Regions from separate parts of the Mus musculus genome. Here region 1 is linked to region 2. The links are chromatin contacts, called in public HiChIP or PLAC-seq maps. All regions are on one chromosome and are shown on one strand. Each heading gives the region's core, a stretch centred on a gene start, on an enhancer-like site or on the middle of the called end of the contact. The rest is flanking DNA. Distances are from core to core; before and after follow the strand shown.

The links. HiChIP or PLAC-seq counts read pairs in DNA pulled down with a chosen protein or histone mark.
Region 1: a contact with region 2 is called in an H3K27ac HiChIP or PLAC-seq map of embryonic stem cells, with 3 times the contacts expected there. The contact joins the promoter of Pkdrej here to the promoter of Fbln1 in region 2. A contact is called at or near these places in 1 of 484 Hi-C or Micro-C datasets (cortical neurons) and 3 of 115 datasets of contacts at active chromatin or transcription factors (embryonic stem cells and pancreatic cancer cells).

Annotation. Positions count from the first base shown.
Region 1 is chr15:85,818,588-85,825,351 of GRCm38.p6, reverse strand. It overlaps Pkdrej (polycystin (PKD) family receptor for egg jelly), which reads left to right and starts at 3,619. Exons shown (of 1, transcript NM_011105.2): 1 at 3,619-6,764. The coding sequence starts at 3,619.
Region 2 is chr15:85,201,111-85,207,985 of GRCm38.p6, reverse strand. Fbln1 (fibulin 1) reads right to left here and starts at 1,978. Exons shown (of 17, transcript NM_010180.2): 1 at 1,774-1,978. The coding sequence starts at 1,852.

The DNA.
Region 1 (6,764 bases), core at 2,370-4,869, 620 kb before region 2:
TGTCTGTGAACCGGTAAAGAATTTAGAAATTGCTGTTATCTAAACCAAGGTGCATGTGTTATATATATTAAAACGTATGTAAGCAATTGCCTGTATGCCCTAATTAACTACACGCAGCTGGCCTGATCCTTTGTCCCCTTATCACTCTGAGTTCCAGAAGAGATTCTAGGAAGAAATTGAATTAAGAACCTTGAAGCCAAGTTGCCCAGGATTAAAACCCAGTCTCCAACCGATACTTTCTTGCTTAACCCATAGTGTCAAAATACAATTGGATAATACTACAGCGTACCCCCATCCCCAGCTCCCTCCATACTTTGTGTTCCCATCCTTTGAAAATGTTGTACAATTTCCCCCCGGGGGATGAAGTCAGAACCCGAACTGGCTGCTTTCCTGAGAGCTCAAGAAATAAAGCTTTTCATTTTTTTAAGCTTCCGTATCTGAAGTGAGTTTTCTCAGCTTCCACCCCAAACCCAACAATGGTTTCTATAGGCAATCAAGCACACCAGGTTCCAGTAGAGCATATATTTAAGTTCTCACCCTTGGGCTGGAGAGATGATGGCTCAGCGGTGAAGAGCACTGACTGCTCTTCCAGAGGTCCCCAGTTCAATTCCCAGCATCCACATGGTGGCTCACAACCATCTGTAATGGGATCCGATGCCCTCTTCTGGCATCTGAAGACAGCAATAGTGTACACACAAACATAAAATAAATGAATAACTTTAAAAAGTTCTCACCAGTGGTGTACATTAGTAAATGAAGGGGATGAACTTTCCCCGGTGTAAGTCAGGTAAACGCCCACAGTTAGGATCTAGCTCACGATTTCATTCCCTGACTGATGGCAGTGGGTCACGTGCCCCTCCACCCCCAAATGCACTGTTCTCCACCGTTGGCCTCTTCCCCAGCATCTGGGAAACAGAGGCAGAAGGTTCCAGTGTTCGATGGCCTAAGTAATGTTCCTCACCCTCACTGCCGTGGGCTCTCCCTGAGAATTGAGACCAAGGCTGTAGGAAAACGCTGGTGTCCAAACGTTATCGGAGAGCGTTAACTGAATTAAGGAAGCACACAAAAGTGAGCCAGTGAGAGGGGTTAAAGGTGCTTATTAGCCAACCTGACAGCCTGAACCCCCATGATGGAGAGAGAGAGAACTGGCTCCTGCAAGTTGTCCTCTCTCCAAAGTATGTGCACTGTGGTGTGTATCTACCCACATACACAAATAAATCATGCAGAGAAGAAAAGGGAAACCCTTAATAGTCAATACCAATACTTATCAAAATTGGCACATAGATGGTGATGGTTTAAAAACTTCAACTAGAAGCCAACAGTGACAGCAAAAAACAAACCTCTATTAAACATGGCAAGCAAGAATGCGAGAGATGCTCACATAGGAAGGAAGCGCAAGTGGCTCTGTTGGCTGCTTAGCTAAAACAGACTCGAGACAAAGCTTGTTACCAGATAGACACATTTCATAGTGACATGAAGGGCAATCTATCAAGAAGACATCAGCCCAAAGACACATATACTCGTCAACTGACAGAGTCCCAAGAATGCGCAGTGAGAAATGTCAGAAGGGAAGTTTGAACCAGAACTTTGCACTGCCTAGGTAGGAGATTAAGTTTCACCTGGAGATTATAACGCTAGTCAAAACCTCAGGAAGGACATGGAAGATGGAAGTACCACTACCAACCGTCTGCGTTTGATCAGGCTCTCTAAGGTGTGATATTATAATTTAAGTTAGAATGTAGTGCAAGCCAACTACTCAGCAGGCACATCAACTGGTTCAAGACCAGCCTGAGAAACTTAGCAAGACTCTGTCTCAAAATTAAAAGAGGTTATTTTTAAAGACTGGGAAATAGATTTCAGTGGTAGAGGGTCTGAAGGAGGTCTTAGGATGAACCCTAACAACAACACACATCTTCCTTTTAAGTTCACACAGAATGTATAACAAGAAGGACTCCAGGGTGGCCATTAAGGCAAGTCATAAATAAAAATGACTAAAAATCATTCTGGACCTATTCTCTAATCATAGCATTGTTAATTAGAGATCAATAAGCACAAGATTTCTTTTTATTTATTTATTTATTTATTTATTCTATGTATGAGTACACTGGTGTGTCAGACACACCAGAAGAGGGCATCAGATCCCATTACAGATGGTTGTGAGCCACCATGTGGTTGCTGGGAATTGAACTCAGGACCTCTGGAAGAACAGAGGTCATCTCTCCAGCGCCACAAGAGTTCTACATGAACTCCAAATGCTTGCAACTAACAACACCCTTTGGAATATACGGGTACAAACAAAATACTAGGAGAATTAGAAATATTTTAAAGGAAAGATGGCCAAAAATACAATAAGCGTGTAGGATGTACTTAAATACTGTATAGTAGGGACTTTATAGTTTTAAACACAGTAGGAGAAGGAAGAAGTAAGAAGAAGAGGAAGAGGAGGAAGAAGAGGAGGAAGAAGAGGAGGAAGAAGAGGAGGAAGAGGAGGAGGAGGAGGAGGAGGAGGAGGAGGACTAGGACGAAAGGCTCCATCTTTGAGCCAAAATGTCAAGTTAGGAAACTAGAGCCTCGGCTGCAGCTCAGGGGTATGGCCATCATTCCTGGAGACCCAAGGTTTGATCTTCAGTAACTTCTCCCTTTTAAACTACACAGTTCTTTTTAGCTAGGTTCGTTCTTTTTAGCTAGGTTAGGTAGTACACACTTGTGATCTACCACCTAAGAGGCTGAAGCTGAAGAATCTCCAGTTGACACAGTCTAAAACAAACAAATAAACAAACAAACAAACAAACAAATAAGCAAACAATACATTTAAAAGTGAAGGAAAGGGAAAAAACAAACCAAACCAATAACAACCAACCCAAACCTAACCAACAACCCCACCTCCACGCCCCCTTTCCCCAAACAACCAAGTGTCAGATATCCCTGCACTGGTCTGAGGGGGCTGGCAAGGCCCTCCAGACTTCATTATTTTGGAACCGGTTTTCCCGTGGGAGAGGAATTTCTGCTAAGAAGTTTTCTTGGTGTGTCCAGTTTTAAAAAGAAGAAAAGAAGGGGGTGGGGCGGCAGAGCACGGGATTAAACTCATTTAGCAAGGCCTGATCCTGGAGTAGATCCATCAGTATGGGAAGAAAGAGGTGGTTGGAAACAGTCTTGAGCCCCTCTGCCGCCTAGTGTATAGTGACCTACCTTGCACCTACCTTCCTGGAGATGCTGCTGTCCTTAGCATGTCCTTCTTGGTCCTGAGAATCTCCACTTCTCTGGAAACCCATTGTTCTGTGACTTCCCACGTTCTCCTTGTGTGTGGTTCTCCTTGGTCCTGAGATCCTTGATGACCCTGAGAGCCCACTGTTCCTGGGAACTCACTGCCCTTTGGGACCCACCGCCCCTGGGAACATACTGTCCCTTAAACTCACTAGCCCTGGGAACCCCACTGTCCCTGAGAGTGTACTGTCCCCGAGAGAACCCACACCTCGGGTGAACCGCCTTATTCCGGAGTGGCGGAGCACGCTGCCCCTGCCCCGCGGCGAGCTGCGCGCCCATCCCCTCCCGGTACGCTCGCTCGCGGCCCAGCCCAGCGTCACGGCCGTTGCGCCCGGCAGCTCCTGGCGGGGAGTCATGTGGCCGGGCCCCGCGCTGCTGCTCCTGGGCCTGGGCCTGGGTCTAGGCAGCCAGCCGCCACCCACCGGCCCTCGCGGGCTGCCGGGCGTGCTCAGGGGCGCCCCGGGGTTGGGGCAGGGCGCGGAGAGCAGCGTCCGGGGCGGTGACACCGGGGGCCTGTCCCCGCGTGCAGCCCCGCGCCACGCCAGCCCTACGCCGCCCCGTAGGTGTCCCTCGGGCGCAGCTGCACGCGTCCTCCTGAAAGTCAACTCTTCGGACCCCGCAGCCGCCAAGGCTAACGTGTCCTGCCAGACGGCCCCCTGTATCATGCAGCCAGTGAAGATCAACAGGAAGGACCAGAACGCTCCCCTTATCCTGAGCAGAGACGAGGAAGCCACCCTCAATATCACTGTGCGTTGGTACTGTCCTGATGCCTTGGTCATTCGCAAGAGCTGGGTGTACTTTTCGGTGGCCTCTGTGAACGACACCCCTGATTGGAACCGACCTGTGCTCTTGCCGCAGGTGGCAGTGTCTAAGGGTTTCTCCCTCCACATCCCCAAATATGCCCTGCCTTACGGGGTGTATGTGTTTAACTTTACGCTGTCCATCTTCAGGTGGGACCTCGCCTGGCCCACGGTGACAGGCTCGGATATCATCTACATTTGGGTTAGAAAACGCCCCCTGAAGGCTGTTCTTCTTGGAGCCCCCAGAGTAACCGTGAAGTTCTCCGATGAACTGATTCTGAATGGAAGCATGTCCTACGACCCAGAGGCAGACATCCCCACATGGGGACTCCAGTTTTTTTGGTATTGTACCACAAATCCAAGATACTATAGTGGCAACTATGTATTAGTGATCAACCAGGCTGTCTGCCACCCAGAGCAGGATTCACTGAACTGGCCTTGGGCAGTGGGCTCTGTACTAACCATTCCACCAAAAACTCTTAGGGGCAATGGTGTGTATTACTTCAGAATGGTGGTACAGAAGCAAAACAGAACTGCATTTTCTGATAAAACTGTACACGTGCTCCAGGGGCTTCAGCCCAAGGCACACATTTCCTGCATTGAAAATTGTGGCCCCACGTTAGGTGTGTCAGATAGATTTTCTCTGTTTCTGAACTGCCCAAGTTGTGGCCGCCAGGATTTGTATAGCTGGTCCATTTTGTCTCTAACGGGCCATGAAGTGATGTTTGACTGGGCAGGGCAAGCAATCACCAGGAGGAATGGACCTTATTTGTCCATAAAAGCTTTTGCCTTTAGGAATTTTTTGGAAAATAGGGTTTGGGTTTCCCTGATTCTGAAATCTTGGAGTGGTATGACCACGACCTTGAGACATCCCGTTGTCATTAACCATGGCCCTCGAGTTGGCAAATGCAAGATAAATCCAGCTAGTGGGATTTCCATGGTTACTAAATTTGCTGTTGAATGTAGTGATTTTAAGGATGAGAACCTTCCCCTTAAGTATAAAATAATAGTATCTGAGTTGGACAGCATTGGCGCGATCAGTTCCGTAGAAGAGAATACACTGGGTTCCGTGGTGTATTCAGGGGCAGAGCCGATAACACCAGCCTTCTTTCTCCCTGTCGGTACGGTGACAGATGAGTACAATGTGAGGCTTTATGTTCAGGTCTATGACTCCTTAGGGACATTTTCTCAAGTGACTTTGCAAGCGACTGTGACGGCACCTACTGTCAGGGACTCTTCAAAGGATGTTTTACAACAGCTGCTCAACGTCACCATGAAACCGACGTCACTGTTGTCTACCTTGCTTCAAAAGCAGGACTGGCTACAGGCTGGCTACTTAACCTATGTGGTGATTTCTGTCTTGAATAACATAAAAGGGGAGCAGGAACTTCAAGATGACAGAGCCCGTCTCCTGGAGCACCTCGTCAAACAGTCTCTCACGTTTGCTATGAACACAGCGGATGAGATCGGTCAGTCGGTGATGGTGATTACCAAATTAACCCAGAAAGCCTCTGACTTGAGTCAAGCGGATTTAGAGGCCACCTCGTTCCGGCTTAGGCAAGCAAGCCAAGACCTACAAGAATACCAGCACAGACACAAGCACCTTCAGCAGGTTGAAGTTGTGGGCACTGGCATCCTAACCAGTCTGTCTAACCTTCTTAAGCTGATTAATCCCTACTATACGTTACAAGATCCTTTGTTTGTAGTCGAATCACTATCAGACACAATACTGGCTAACAAGGTTCCGGGGAGCAAGACCACTGCTCTGAGGACCAGTAACTTTAACATGTATGTGGAGAAAGTTGAAAACTGGAATGTTTTTAAGGCCTTCAGAAATGATTCACTCTGTCCAAACTGCCTCCGTGCGACACTGAACGCAAGCACGGTCCCCAGGCTACCCGCAAAGGCTCCGATTTCTATGATGTTTTGTGAGTTCGCAGACGACCCCTTTCCTTGGTTGACTTACCCGGAAAACATTTCTGTAGATGTGGTTGGGTTCAGGATGACTGGAGTCGCAGATAACAATAAGGTCATAGAGATCACACCCGACATAGCAGAAGTGTACCTGGTCAGAAAAGATCTGACCCCTTCGAGTTTTAACCTTACGGTGGGACCCGGCATTAAAAGCGATGGGTTCTCAAAGGTGACAACGGGTGGAATTAGCTTTGAGGTAGACAGCAGGTGGACTGGGGAGCTACTCATTCACATTGTCACAAATGTGACAGTGTTGTTTGAGGCCTTGGTATATGAAGGCTGTCAGCTCACGCCCACCAATCTGATGGCCACTTTCCTTGTTCCTAATGACATCCCTCCCATTGTCAAGTGGAGTGGCCTGTTTGACCCAACCTGTTCAGTCAAGGAGGCCCGCGTGGTTTGTCTGTCATCATCCCTGCTTCGAAGCATAGCTCAGCGCAGATTTTCATTCAAGTATAACATATCCATGGTCCTGCAGGCATCGCGTTTTGTCCTGAAGCCCACTAACAAGCTAGTGAGAATTGCTCTCTTTATGGTTCACTGTTTGGACATGTATGGGATCCAGAGTGATTGGCAACAAAGTACCTGCGTGCTGGGTGAGAAGACCACGTGGAAAACAGTACACTGTGTCTGTAGGAATGGAAGGCGGAGCCGGCGGCAGCTGACTTCTGTGAAGCTGACCTACCATCATCTGCACACCCACTTTGTGACTGCTAAGGTAATTGT
Region 2 (6,875 bases), core at 729-3,228:
AGCTGGAGCCAGAGGCCAAGAAAGCCTTGGAGAAAACACAACTGTTTCTCCCAACACCTCCCCACCCCCCTACACCCCGTCTGCTCCCTACACCCTCAGCTGGTCCTGAGGCAGCCAAGCCCAACAGGACAGATAGTCACAGGACAGTCATGGGCTGACTCTGTCCCTTAGCAAGAAAAAAATCAGGGCTCTTCTGCATATATATACAAATATATACACAGCCAATGGGGGACAAGTGAATGGCCAACAGGGTACTCTGCTGGGCTGGCTTCCCTAAGGTCCTTTTTAGATGTCAGCTTTCTCGCCCACCCCACAGCTCTCTGGGGCCTGAGATCAGGGTCTCCTGGCCTTGCTACAGGCTGCAGGAAGGGACCAAGCAGCTTCAAACCCTTTTCTAAGATCATACCAAACTGAACTAACCAAACTCAAGGCAGCTTCCCCTACAAGCCACAAAATGGGCCTGAGTGACTCTAGGAGACACGACTCTGAGTACCACATCTTTCCACCTGTCTCCTTTCTGCAGCAATATGGGGGTATCAGAGGTCCCTGCCATTTGCAACGGGTGTGCCTCCTCCCTTATTAAAAGTCCTCTCTGGTTTTCACTCTCCCTGGCAGGGATTCAAATGCCTTCTTTGGCCCACAGACCCACCTCACCATCTCTGGTCCAAGCACACAATCTGCTCCAAGAAGCCTCCCTGAACTCTGAGGGGCTGCAAAGCTCTTGGCACCAACTCAGGCCTATGAGCCTACCCACCCTGTCTCCTACACTGAGAAGTGACCCAAGATGTGCCAAGGCTGTAGCCAGTGCCCGGAACAGCCAGAACTCCTCCAGGATTCAGGACCAGCCAGCCCCTTCTCCCTCCCCTCTGCCTCTCTCTAAGACTCCTCCCAGTCGTTAGTTATCACAACCAGTGACCTTTTGACTAAAAGGGTCAGAGAGTTCAAAAGAAACTAAGCTAACCCAGGAATAAAGAATAAGAGATCAAGAAGGTGGTGTGGATCTAGGGCCCCCTGCAGAAACAAAGACTCCAGGAGGGCCAGGCTTGGCTCTGAGAACCCCTTAATCACAAGAGGTTAAAGGTCATAGATTTACAACCCCATTGCTTCTCTGATAGACAGGTAAAGTGCTTGCGTCAGGCCTTGCAGCTTTTGGACTGAGAAAAGTACAGCCTAGGTGGACCCTACTCCATTCTAAGTTTCCTGTACTGGGGACGTGATTCTGGGCCACTAATCTGCTACTACGGTGAACCAGCAGGGAAGAGGTGGCCAGCTCCCAAACCTCTGGGATGTTTCTCTATTTTCTGTTTTCTTTCTGCCCCCATCTCTGTCTTCCTGTCTCAGTTTGTTCAGGGGCAAAATGGGTGCAGTAGTTCCTCCCGCACCCACCTCCCACCCCCACCCCCGAGGGTAGGGGTTGGAGGCGGTTTAAAAGATGCACTAAAGTTACTTCCAGTACAGAGCACTTCCCACCCCCACGGCCCAGCAGGCGATCTGCCTTCACCAACAGAGGACCCGGCTTCGTGAACCCGCAGGAGGATCTGTTTGGAAGGTTAAAGATTTAAAGCAAGTCCCCCTAGTGAGGAGGGCATTGGAGCCGAGCCGGAAGTATTGGGGGGGGGGGGTCGTGGGCCTGGATTCCACGCAGCTCTGGGGACCGTGCGATGACCCCTGGGTGCAGCGCGCGCTCCGGAGCATCGGGGGCTGCAAACTTCCAGGGAGCTTGGGGCCTGGGTGGGGACCTAGTGCGGGGCCGTGGGCCCGGGGCTCCCCTACCTCGGGCTGCCAGCAGCGAGAGGCTGCTGAGCAGCAGCAGCGGCAGCGGGACGAGGCGCGACGGCACGGGGCGCTCCATGGGGCTGGCGGGCTCCGGCGGCGGACAAAGGCACGGCGGGCAGCGGCTACACGCTCGAGCCAGGCCTGGGCAGCCAACGCGAGGCTCCTGCGCGCCGCGTTCAATTATCCCGCCCGGAGGAGGCGCGGCGGGGGCGGGGCCCGCGGGGACCCTCCCTTCAGCACTGCGCAGCTGGAGCACGCCGCCACCCAGACTCTCCTGCGGGGATGCAGGCAGAGCGCAAAGCTCAGAGACGTGCCACCCACCTACAGGCAGAAAGTCACGTGAAAAGTGTCTAACCTAAATTGTCAGGATAGCGGGCAGCCGTAGGCTAGACCAGCAGAAGCCTGCTTGTGTAGACTCCCTGGCAGCCGCCAGACAGTTTAGAGGACTCTCTGATTTATTTAAAAAAAAAAAAAAGAACAATAAAATTTTTTTTTTAAAAGCTGGGAAAATGGCTCGCTCGATGGCTCAGTGGATAAGACACTTGCTGTGAAGACAAGAGGACCTGAGCTCAAATTTCCAGCATTCATGTAATATAAATAAATGCAAAAAAATTTAGACTTTCAACTGGATGTGATGGCACACGCCCAACACTCCAAAGGCAGAGGCAGGAAAATCTCCTGAGCTAGTTCTGTAGATCGAGTTCCAGGACAGCCAGGGATACACAGACAAACACTGTCCGGAAATACAAACAACAAGATTAAAGTAAAAACAAACCCACTACAGGTAAATTTGGAGGACCATAGGACCCCAGTTAGCTGATTGCGTGGGACAAGCAATTCAAACGCAGGGATTAGGCTCCGCTGGAATAATTGTGCATATCTGCAAACAGACTAGCGCTAGATAGACCGTCCATAATGTCCAGTGGGAGTCATCCAACATCCTCCACAGTGAATGAATACTCAGGGGCGTAATCACACACTAGGACCTTAAACTCGGAAGGTGCAGAGTGGGACCAACCACAGATGAACTTTGGCTGTGTAGGTCTCCTTGTAGAAAGGACAGAGCGGGTCAGAGGTTAGGAGACTGGTGTTCCTGGGCAGAGTAGAGGCAGCGGCAGCAGCTGAGGAGTAGGTCCCTTAACATAGTCAGCGTGTGGAAACTTACCAGGGTGTTCATTTACGAAATATGCCCTTCTGTTTTAATTCGAGAAGGGGGCATCATGCTCTGTTGCCCAGGCTAGCCTTGACCTCCTGGACTCCAGTGACCCCCCACTTCCTCCTAGGTAGCTCCTCCTAAGTAGCTCAGTCTACAGGCGTGCACCACTGTGTTTAGCTATCTTTAAGTGAAACCTCCTTTCAAAAGATGCGAGAAGCCAGAGGTTTGCAGAGAGACCAGGGAGGCTGGAGGAAGAGCCTGCTGACTGAGTTCAGTTCAGGAGGCCTCCCAGAAGTGAGGCACAGCTCAAGCGCAATCCAGGTTGTAGAATGCTCTCTGAGCATGTGCAAAGCACCGAGTCAGATCCCCAACCGCACATAAAGCAGGTGTCCTGGCAAAAGCTATCATTCCAGCAGTCAAGAGATGAGAGCCCGAGGCTCAGAAGCTTACGGCCATCCCCTCAGCTACATAGTGAGTACAAGAGTGAGCAGGCTGGGGCCCCGAGAGATGGCTCAGCGGTTAAGAGCACTGGCTGCTTGCACTTCCAGAGGTCCTGAGTTCAGTTCCCATTAACCACATGGTAATGGGATCTGATGTCCTCTTCTGTTGTGTCTGAAGACAGCTACAGTGTAATCATATACACGAAATAAATGAATCTTTTTAAGAAAAAAAGAATGAGTAGGTTGTGTGAGAAAGAAAGGGAGGGAGAGAGGGAGGGAGGGAGGGAGGGAGGGAAGAGGAAATAGCCTCTGTAAAGGCTCACAGGCTGTGGCACCAGAGAGGATGGGGGGGTTTGCCTGGATGTGGTTCAGGAGGCCCCAGCATGTGCAGATACCTGAGGGAAGGGTCTCTGAGCTGTGAGCAGATTGGAGACTTCTCAGTACTTCACTTTGAATTTGATTATTGATGCAGAGTTTGGAGAACTAAGAATGTGGGTTCCTGAGGGGAGTCAGGAACCCCCCCAAGGTCCAAGGTCCGTGCTCAGACCTTCCCAGACTCTGCCAGTCACTCCCACCCTCATCTCCCCCACTTTTGAGGTACTTGCCCCAAGCCTGTCCCCACAGCTTTTCCCCATCTTCTTGTCACACGCCTAGTGGCTTGGAAAAGCAGTCGTCAGTTGTCAGGGAGACAGGGACCACCCTGAAACTCCCCAGGATGGGCTAGCAGTGGAGATCAAGAATGAGGGGAATGGATAACTCTGAGTCTACAGCACCCAGGCCCAATCCAGGCTGGGCCACTTCTGGCTCTGTGACGCCCTATGAGTCACTCACCCACGAGGTGCCTTCGTGTCCTCATCTGTTAAATGGGATAGGATTTTGATCAGTTGAGAAGTCGAAGATACAAAATGCTACAAACAAATCTGTGGTTACCACGCATAGTGTGGCTCACTTGCCGCCAGCCAGGTGACAGGGTAGGAGCAACAGACCGTCACAGCACTGGAACACCCTGTCAGTCCCAACCTCTTCTCTGTGGTCTCACCCCAGCCTGGCCCCAGACTCAGTCCCAAATCCTAGGTGACTTTGGGTCCCTGGGTCCATTCTATGTAGACTCTAGTTCGTAGATGTCCCTGGAAAGACTGGAGGCTGGAACTTTGGGCAGATGCTGAGAGGGGCTACCTACCCCAGGGGAAGCCCCAGGCATTCCCACACAACACAAAATGCAAAGCCTGAGCTACCCTGTTATCCATCGGTCCCTACCTCAGGGTTGGGGACACAAGAAGCAGCCTGGGACCCCAGCACTTTGGAGGCAGAGGAAGGTGATTGTGAGCCCAGCCTGGGCGACACAGTGAGGCCCTACCTCAGAATAACAAAAGTTGGGGGTGGGCAGGAGGAGAGCGAGTGGAATATGAAGAGAAAGAAAAGAAGAGAGAGGAGGAGGAGGAAACAAAAGAAGAGGAAGAAGAGAAGGAAGAGGAAGCAGGCATACCCACGTTGAGTCACTGATGTCAGACCCTAATAAACACAGTCCTCGGGCAGGAGGGTGTGAATGAGGGAGGGGCTCTCACACATGATTACTCAGTAACACGAATCATCCATCCCAGGACACCCTGCCAAAACCTCAACCTGGCACAAAAGCCATTCCAGCCTTGCTCAGTAAATACTTTGGCAAGGATTCCCACAACAATGGCCTGGGCAGCATTGGACCAACACCACCTGTGGGATTGATCCTTGTGGCCAAAGATTGCTTTGCAGAGTGCTCTGTGCAATCTCCCTACTTTCCTTCAAACCGGCTCCTTGCCTCCATCTCCTTGAACGGGATGACAATTTACCATGGTGGTCATGCCCCCGTCCATCGTACTGCTCCCCCACCTTTAATCGCAGCCCTCAGGAGGCAGAGGCAGGTGGATCTCTGAGTTCAAGGCCAGCCTGGTCTACAGAGTGAGTTCCAAGACAGCCAAAGCTACGCAGAGAAAGGAAACGAGGCTGCTCTTCAGAGAGGTTCCATGCGGAGAGAGAGCACAGAAACCTCTGACCCTGGGTTCTAGGCAGGATGACACGTACCCACACAATCATACAATCCAGCAGCTACTGTCACTGGAGAGTGACTCCTGCCATTTAGACCAGCATGCCGAGCTCCATGTTCTCTGAGAGTATGAAGGCTCACAGTGCTTGCCCTTGACCTCAGCCTCCTGGAGCGTGGGAGACTTGAGGAGCAGCTTTGTGTTACAGCTGGTGACTCTCGACCAGTGAGTCTCTGACCGGGAGTCTCCGGCCTGGAGAGTGGCGCCACTGGGATTGGACTCCATGTCCTCTGACACCTGGCCCCAGTTCCATTCCGTATCTGGGCATCTGTTCCCTACCAGACCCCAGGGCAGAAACGTGTCTGTGTCTTGGTAAGACCTAGAGAGTTCACTGTGTGAACGTGATGAATGTAACTAGTGGACAGTCTCCAGCAGTGTGATGGTCAGATTCTGTAGGGTTTGAAACTGTAGCAGTGTGAGTTTGTGCTCCAGGCTGGGCTGTCTCTGCAGGTCCTGGCATGGGTGCCATGGAAGCTGAATGAAGAGTTCACATCCAGGAGACAGGACTCAAACATGGAGTCTTTTGCCTCCCAGCCAGCATAGGCTAACGTTTCTGCATGCAGGCTATTTTCACCAGCAAAAACGAAAAGAAAACAACAACAAAAACAGTCCATTCTCACAAACGGTGTTATGAGCCGTTTGTATTTCTCCATGTCATCTGTATCCCTTTCTTCCTTTTACTGGGTTATTGCAATGGAAGAATTATTTATAACAGCAAAAATCTAGAAAAAAAATGCAATGTCCATCAATAGCCTACTTGTGGTCTGCACAATTGGATTGAACTAACAATTACACCAGAAACCTAGAGAGATATAATTATTGCACCTCAACTTGACCCTGAGTTTCTTGGCAACCAAAAGAAAAAAAGATTACATTGTGGTGGTTTCTGCTATTCTTGTTTTTAACCCAAAGGAGGACCCCGTGTTGCTGGGAGACACAAGTATTTATGTAAGAGTCAACGAAACTTCAGGACTTACATATTGGATCATACTTTGAAAAAAAATTAAGAATTACGAAAAATAGATTGAGGCAGTCACAGGTGTCACATGTCTTTAATCGCAGCCCTCAGGAGGCAGAGGCAGGTAGATCTCTGAGTTCAAGGCCAGCCTGGTCTACAGAGTGAGCTCCAAGACAGCCAAAGCTACGCAGAGAAACCCTGTCTCCAAAAAGAGAAAGGAAAAGAGGCTGATCTTCAGAGAGGTTCCATGTGGAGAGAGAGTACAGAAGCCTCTGACCCTGGGTTCTAGGCACGATGACACATACCCACACAATCATATAATCCATTACCGGCAGGAAGTCGTTCATTATGGCCTGTGTGACAATCCAGCTTTGTCCCGTCTCCAGAGCCAGATTAACAGATGGCTTTCCTGATAACAAACAGCTCCTCATCTGTTAGAGAGATCATAGCTGGCGCTTGCAGGC